2 separate regions of the Mus musculus genome follow, and region 1 is linked to region 2. A link is a contact called in public Hi-C data. All regions are on one chromosome and are shown on one strand. The core of a region is the stretch at or near the end of the contact, and the rest is flanking DNA. Distances in the headings are between cores, read along the strand shown.

Region 1 (3,075 bases), core at 231-2,730, 780 kb before region 2:
AATTCCCCAGCAAAGGGCACGCAAGCGTGTTACTCAGTGCGGGGCCGAAATCCATTTAGCACGGCTATACTCCAGTGTGGGCACTAGAGGGCGATGAGAGCAAACCAACGGGGTTTTTCCTCTGCCAGCTACAATCTCCCTGCTTTGAAGGTGGGTTGATAATGACTGTAGTGTCTACTATATTTTGCAGTGACAGATGAGGGCAAAGGTCACAGGATTCATCTTCCACCAAAACACCTAACACACTGTATTGCAATATTATGCTCTATGTAAAACCTGCCTGCTTAAGAAACCCTGGTCTAGAACTCTTGCTTCCTCTCATTCTAATTCAATATCTGCACACAGCTGAGTGCGTAGGGTTGCACAACAGGATGCAGTTCTCAACAATTAGTCAGGGGCAAAGGATTTCTGAATGTGCAACAACCAAAAATTAGTTCCAAATGAAATGTGTCATAAATCAGAAGTGTTTCTGGCAATGCGCAACGGCCTGGCATTTCTTAACCTCAGTGCAGCCTCTGATCAAAACACGCATGCGTACTCTGCCAGCTTCTACCACTAACCCCCCTCCCTCGCAGCCCTCTACCCCCACCCCGGTCTCTCCAAGTCTAAATGGAGTCTGCCGTATGCTGTGGGTTGCAATACTTTCCAGTACACCGAGATTTCTGCTCTCATGGGAACAGATTGGGCTAATTGTCAAACACAAAGACTTCAAGTATGGTTTCTTCATCATCCCTCATTACCTACCCGGCGCTTGTGTCTTTGGATCATGTGGCATTTGAATACTTAATTTTTTTTAAATATTGTCTTGATTTGATTTTCACCTAGAAATCATGAACCATATTGGCTTGGGATTAGGGCAGGGTTTCCAACATTTGCTGAAACAGCCCTAAACTTAGTTCTGATATTTTGAATTATGCTTTCAGAGTAAGAAGTGTTCTTGGCACTGACAATAATAAAACCAAGCTGCAATATAAATGGTAATTTGTATGTACACCAAACATTTGTTTTAAAATACAGTTGTTTGTGATTTATTATCAGCAAGTATCAGGCTGTAAATCTATTTTAGAGATCTATATAAAATTATAATACGAATTTCCTAAGTGACAGTGGACCACGAGAGGAAAGGTGTAGGAAGCCCTGACCAAGAACTCTTGCCATCTCATAGTGTGTGTGCTGGCACCCCTCCCGCCACTGCAGGCTTCATAGTATTCGTGAAAGTCGCGTCTCTGGGAAGAGGAACCTCAACAGAGAAAATAGCTCCAATCCACTGTCCTGCATTTTCCTGATTAGTGATTGATGTGGGAGGGCCCAGCCCACTGAGCTGGCTGTCCTGCTCATGTAAGAAAGCAGGCTGAAGAAGCCATGAGAAGCGAGCCAGGAAACGGCACTCCTCCGTGCGGCACTCCTCCGTGCTTCTGCTCCAGCTCCTGCCCCCAGGTTCCCTTCATGATGACCTATAATTGGGACACCGCCAAGAAAACCCAAACAAACACTTCCCTCCTCCAGCTGCTTTTGGTTGTGGTGACTCATGACAGCGACAGAGAGTAAACAGAGTAAGCTACAAGAAGACACGTGATACGTACCCTGCTTCTCCTTGTCTTCGAGCTGGCTCCAGCTCAGGGGTGGTGTGCAAACAGCTAATTAATGGAAGAGTGGTCTAAGTGATGGTAGCTAGCTCCCACGGGGCTTTTGCATACACACTCTGGATGTCCCGACCATAACATTCATTCCGGGTCTAAAAGCACTGAGTGTCCGTCATAACTGCCACTGACTCCCGCCTCGCGGGGGTCACATAGGGCTGTTGGGAGTGCACAGCATGAGGACGAATGAAGAAGGCTGAAGCCTTCGGGTTATTTTACCTGAGAGGAGCAAGCAGGATTGATGTCCTTGTTGAGAATAAGCCAACATTTCCCGAGGCCCCCATACTTCCTGCCTCAGAGGTTTGCTGTTCATTTTTGGTAGTGGTTTTACAAGGAATGGGGCTCAAAATTGCCGGGAAAATCTACTTTACGGTTTATGGGAAAGAGATAAAAATAATGGATGAGCAATTCATCGCCTAAGAGGACTTGCTGGCACGGTTTAGCCCCTTGCGGCAGAAGCCAGGCAGAGCTGTTTTGGAGACAGCCACACCCTGGGGTGCTGCCACAGCAAACGAGAGACAGACAGGGGCAGGATTTGGGATCCGAAGGCTGTGTGCCAGCTCAGGACGTCACCCTGGGTTGACAGAATGTGTATCCACCAAGTAATGCTCAGAGTGTTCTCCACAAGACAGCAGCATGGTGGGGCGTTGGCAGGGGTGGTAGCTAGGCAGTTTGGCCTTAAAAAATGTACAGAAAAATACAGACAGCATTCTTTTTTTTTTTTTTTTTTTTTTTTACAGAGAAGTAACAGATTTGTAGTTTCTTAAGACAAAGTTGGTGATAGGATGGAAGAGAGGCAAAGAGTCCTGGAGGCACAGAGCTGGGAAGACAGCCTAGTCAGCCAAGTGCTTGCCTGGCCGTCATGAGGACTCACGCTCAAGCTCCAGAAGTAATATAAAAATAAAATAAAATAAAAATCCAGGCATTGTGGGGCATGCTTATGATAACCACACTGGGGATGGAGAGGCAGGTGGATCCCTGGGATTCATTGTCCAGCCAGCCTCTCCTACTTGGTAAATGCCAGGCTATAAAACAAGGTTATTGGTGCCGGAGAAGCAACACGTGAAGTTTCCTCTAGACCACACACACACACACACACACACACGTGTACACATATACATAAAAATAAAACAAAATAAAATAAGACCTGGGGACATGCAAACCTTAGAAATCTGCAAAGAGAGAATACGCACAGGACGGGTGGGGAATGAGGAAGCGCCCGTGGAGCTCTGCGCATGCGCACTACGGAGAGGGAAGGTGCACTGAGGGAAGCCTCCATACTTTTAGTGCTGACCTTGAGCAAGTTTTGTGTTGTGACTCGATTCAAACACATCACCAGAGGCAGTCACCACTGTTCTCTGCTGGAGAGAACTGGGGTACAAGAAAGCAAACCTGTTTGGAGTCTTACCCAGAAGTAACTTTCTGCGCCTTGACT
Region 2 (2,946 bases), core at 39-2,538:
TACTAAATACTTTTCCTGTTGCCGTGATTTAATGCTATGGCAGAGGCAATTTATATAACAGTTGATTTTGGCTTACTGTTCCAGAGAGCTAAGAGCCCATCACAGCAAGGCAGTAAGTGCCAGGAGTGGTGGCAGGGGCAGATCAAAGCTTTACCTGCAAGCAGGAAGCAGAGAAAATGACCTGCAAATAGAGAGGGGCTTTAAATTCTCAAAGCCGGCCTCCAGTGAAGTACTTCCTCCAGTACAGAAGGGCCACACCTTCTAAACAGCACCAACAACTGGGAATTGAGTGTTTAGAAGCGGGTAGGGGGTAACTTCTCATTCCGACTACAACTACTGGTGGCTCAGACCTTGAACTTGAATACCACTCAGGTGAGAGACAATCTGGAAGCACAATACACAAGCTGCCTATAACAGAGCCTTCGCCTGCTGGTTCTGCAGGACATCACCTTATCTGAATTGGATGAGTAGCATGGAGGAAATACACTACAGAAGTAACTCGGTCACACTGCAGAAAAGGCCACAGTGAAACCCCAGCTCCCCGTCAACTGACTTCACCTTGGTCTCAATGAGTCAGATCATCTTGATTCCTGATAAAGCCAATCATGCCGGGTACCGCTGGCGACTGTCCCTAGCTAGAGTCCTTAGGGAGTGGTCCAGCTCAGATCGGTTTCTGACTCTGCCCTGCTTTTCGTCAGCGCCCCTTAGAAACGGTATTTGGCCTAAGTTGCTCCCTTCCTTCCCTTATATTCATCCTTTCTAACTGGAAAACTTCACTTTCACCTAATTCACTTAACATAAAATGTTTCATGATGATTACATCAAGTACACAATTAGGTGTCATTTCCAACATTCCTTGCATTGTACAGCCACTATGTCATTCATTCTTCCAAATCAGGGGTGATATGTTTTGTAAAATGCACTATGATATGGCGGGAGGGCGTGCTTTAGCAGGCCCAAGTGAGACCCCCACCCCAACCCTGGCCCCTTTAAGGTACCAGCCATACGATGGGTCTAGGATAAAATGAAGTATATTTTGGGACATGAGAAGGATAAGAAGGGAGGTTGAGAAGGGAGTAGAAGCAGAGAAAGAGAAGGAACAGAGAAGGACAGAGAGGGGTGTCAAATAGTCCTTTTATAGCAAGCCAGGCTCCTACCTTGCTGTTGCTAGGTAACTGTTGGGTGGAGCCTAGAAGAAATGTGAGCAAGGAGTCTATTCCAGACAACACTCGGAACACTCTTACACCACCCTCCACCCCCACACTGAGGCTCAAACCTGGGCCTTGGAGTCGTGCCACACATGTGGCAAGCGCTACCACAGGGCTGTGCTCCCAGACCTGAACTCTCTTACCATCTTACCCTCACTGCAAACCTGTAACACTGGGAAACTGATGGAGAGCTGTTAGCACACTGTACTGGCTAATTTTGTGTCAACTTGACACAGGCTGGGGTTATCACAGAGAAAGGAGCTTCAGTTGGGGAAGTGCCTCCATGAGATCCAGCTGTAAGGCATTTTCTCAATTAGTGATCAAGGGGGAAGGTCCCTTGTGGGTGGAACCATCTCTGGGCTGGCAGTCTTGGGTTCTATAAGAGAGCAAGCTGAGCAAGCCAGGGGAAGCAAGCCAGTAAGGAACATCCCTCCATGGCCTCTGCATCAGCTCCTGCTTCCTGACCTGCTTCAGTTCCAGTCCTGACTTCCTTTGGTGATCAACAGCAATGTGGAAAATGTAAGCTGAATAAACCCTTTCCTCTCCAACTTGCTTCTTGGTCATGATGTTTGTGCAGGAATAGAAACCCTCACTAAGACACACACCAACCTGGCTAACAGCAGTAACGCTAGGATTCTGCAGCCTCCCCTTCAGCCTGGAGTCCATTCCATCTCCATCTGCCAGGACATGTTGTATGGTCTCAACGTGTCTTCCTGCATACCAACTCCAGCCAATCCACACTGGTTTTCCAAAGCCAGGCACAGCTCCTTACCTAAGCTCAAAAATGTCCGCTTTCACCTTGAGCTGCACCTGGAAAGGTACACAGCCCACCTCCCGAGGGAAGCAAGGAGCCCGCTCTGCACTGAGAGTCAGACCCCAGCTGGGAACCAACCCTATCACTGGTTCCAGAGAACCCATGTCACAAAGATTTACTGAGTAGGAAAGATCTCCAAAGATCATAACCAAGATGGGGCTGCTCCTGGTGGGGAGGCTGTCTTCAACTGTCAGACATTTCTGGGGCCATTAGGGACCAACAAGAGCCTGGATAGGTGACCCTGCACAGGCATTCAGGGAAGTGATAAAGGAGTCAGACTTGGTTCAAAATAAAATGCCCCAGTCCTGGGGAGATGGTAAGGGTGACAAAATGCTTTTAGCTCACACACATGAGGACCTTAGTTCAATCCCCAGAAGACTGGTTTAAAAAAAAAAAAAAAGTCAATCAAGGGGATGGAGAATAACAGAATCATGAGAGAGACCTGCCAGCCCCAGTGCTGATGTAGGAGGTGAGAGGTGAAGGATTCAAGAGGTGTGGGTGGAGCCAACTCCTTGAAAGCTCATAGATGATGCTGTGACTGACCGTGAAAAGTGAGGCACTTAACACTTTAGGAATATGGCTGAATTTTCTGGAAAGCAGAGCGAATTGGCATCTTCTCCCTTACAAAAATCTTGTCTCTATAATATAGACTAATATTGGTGTGGTTATGCACCATCCGGGGCATTGGAGCATCCTGAGATCCTGTAAGAACACTGTGTGCCCAGAAGTACCTGCAGGTAGGGAGCCCCCAGAAGAGTCAGCGGAGCATCTCCGCACACCCACCTCCTACAGAGAAAAGCCTGTGCACAGGTATCGGTGGCTCTCCATTTTCTCATAGCCGGGCTAAGTGAGGCCACACAGATGTGCGTCAGTTCGGCTTTGTTTGTGGTGTGGGGCATTCACACCTGCTACACTGCTAAGCCA

The links. A called contact is a pair of places that touch in the nucleus more often than the background predicts.
Region 1: a contact with region 2 is called in a Hi-C map of cortical neurons. The contact joins two enhancer-like sites. A contact is called at or near these places in 3 of 39 promoter capture datasets (cranial neural crest, embryonic stem cells and neural stem cells), 3 of 484 Hi-C or Micro-C datasets (the G1E-ER4 cell line, cortical neurons and palatal mesenchyme) and 1 of 115 datasets of contacts at active chromatin or transcription factors (embryonic limb bud).

What each region holds. Positions count from the first base shown.
Region 1 is chr9:60,741,811-60,744,885 of GRCm38.p6, reverse strand. No RefSeq gene overlaps it. Among named protein-coding and RNA genes, the nearest start is that of 1700036A12Rik, 25 kb to the left of the region's middle. Within about 2 kb of position 1,480, at least 102 of the 459 cell types and tissues checked have an H3K27ac peak or open chromatin away from gene starts, as enhancers often do. A contact at or near this core is called in cortical neurons, where this site is marked.
Region 2 is chr9:59,962,868-59,965,813 of GRCm38.p6, reverse strand. No RefSeq gene overlaps it. Among named protein-coding and RNA genes, the nearest start is that of Gm7616, 13 kb to the right of the region's middle. Within about 2 kb of position 1,288, at least 15 of the 459 cell types and tissues checked have an H3K27ac peak or open chromatin away from gene starts, as enhancers often do. A contact at or near this core is called in cortical neurons, where this site is marked.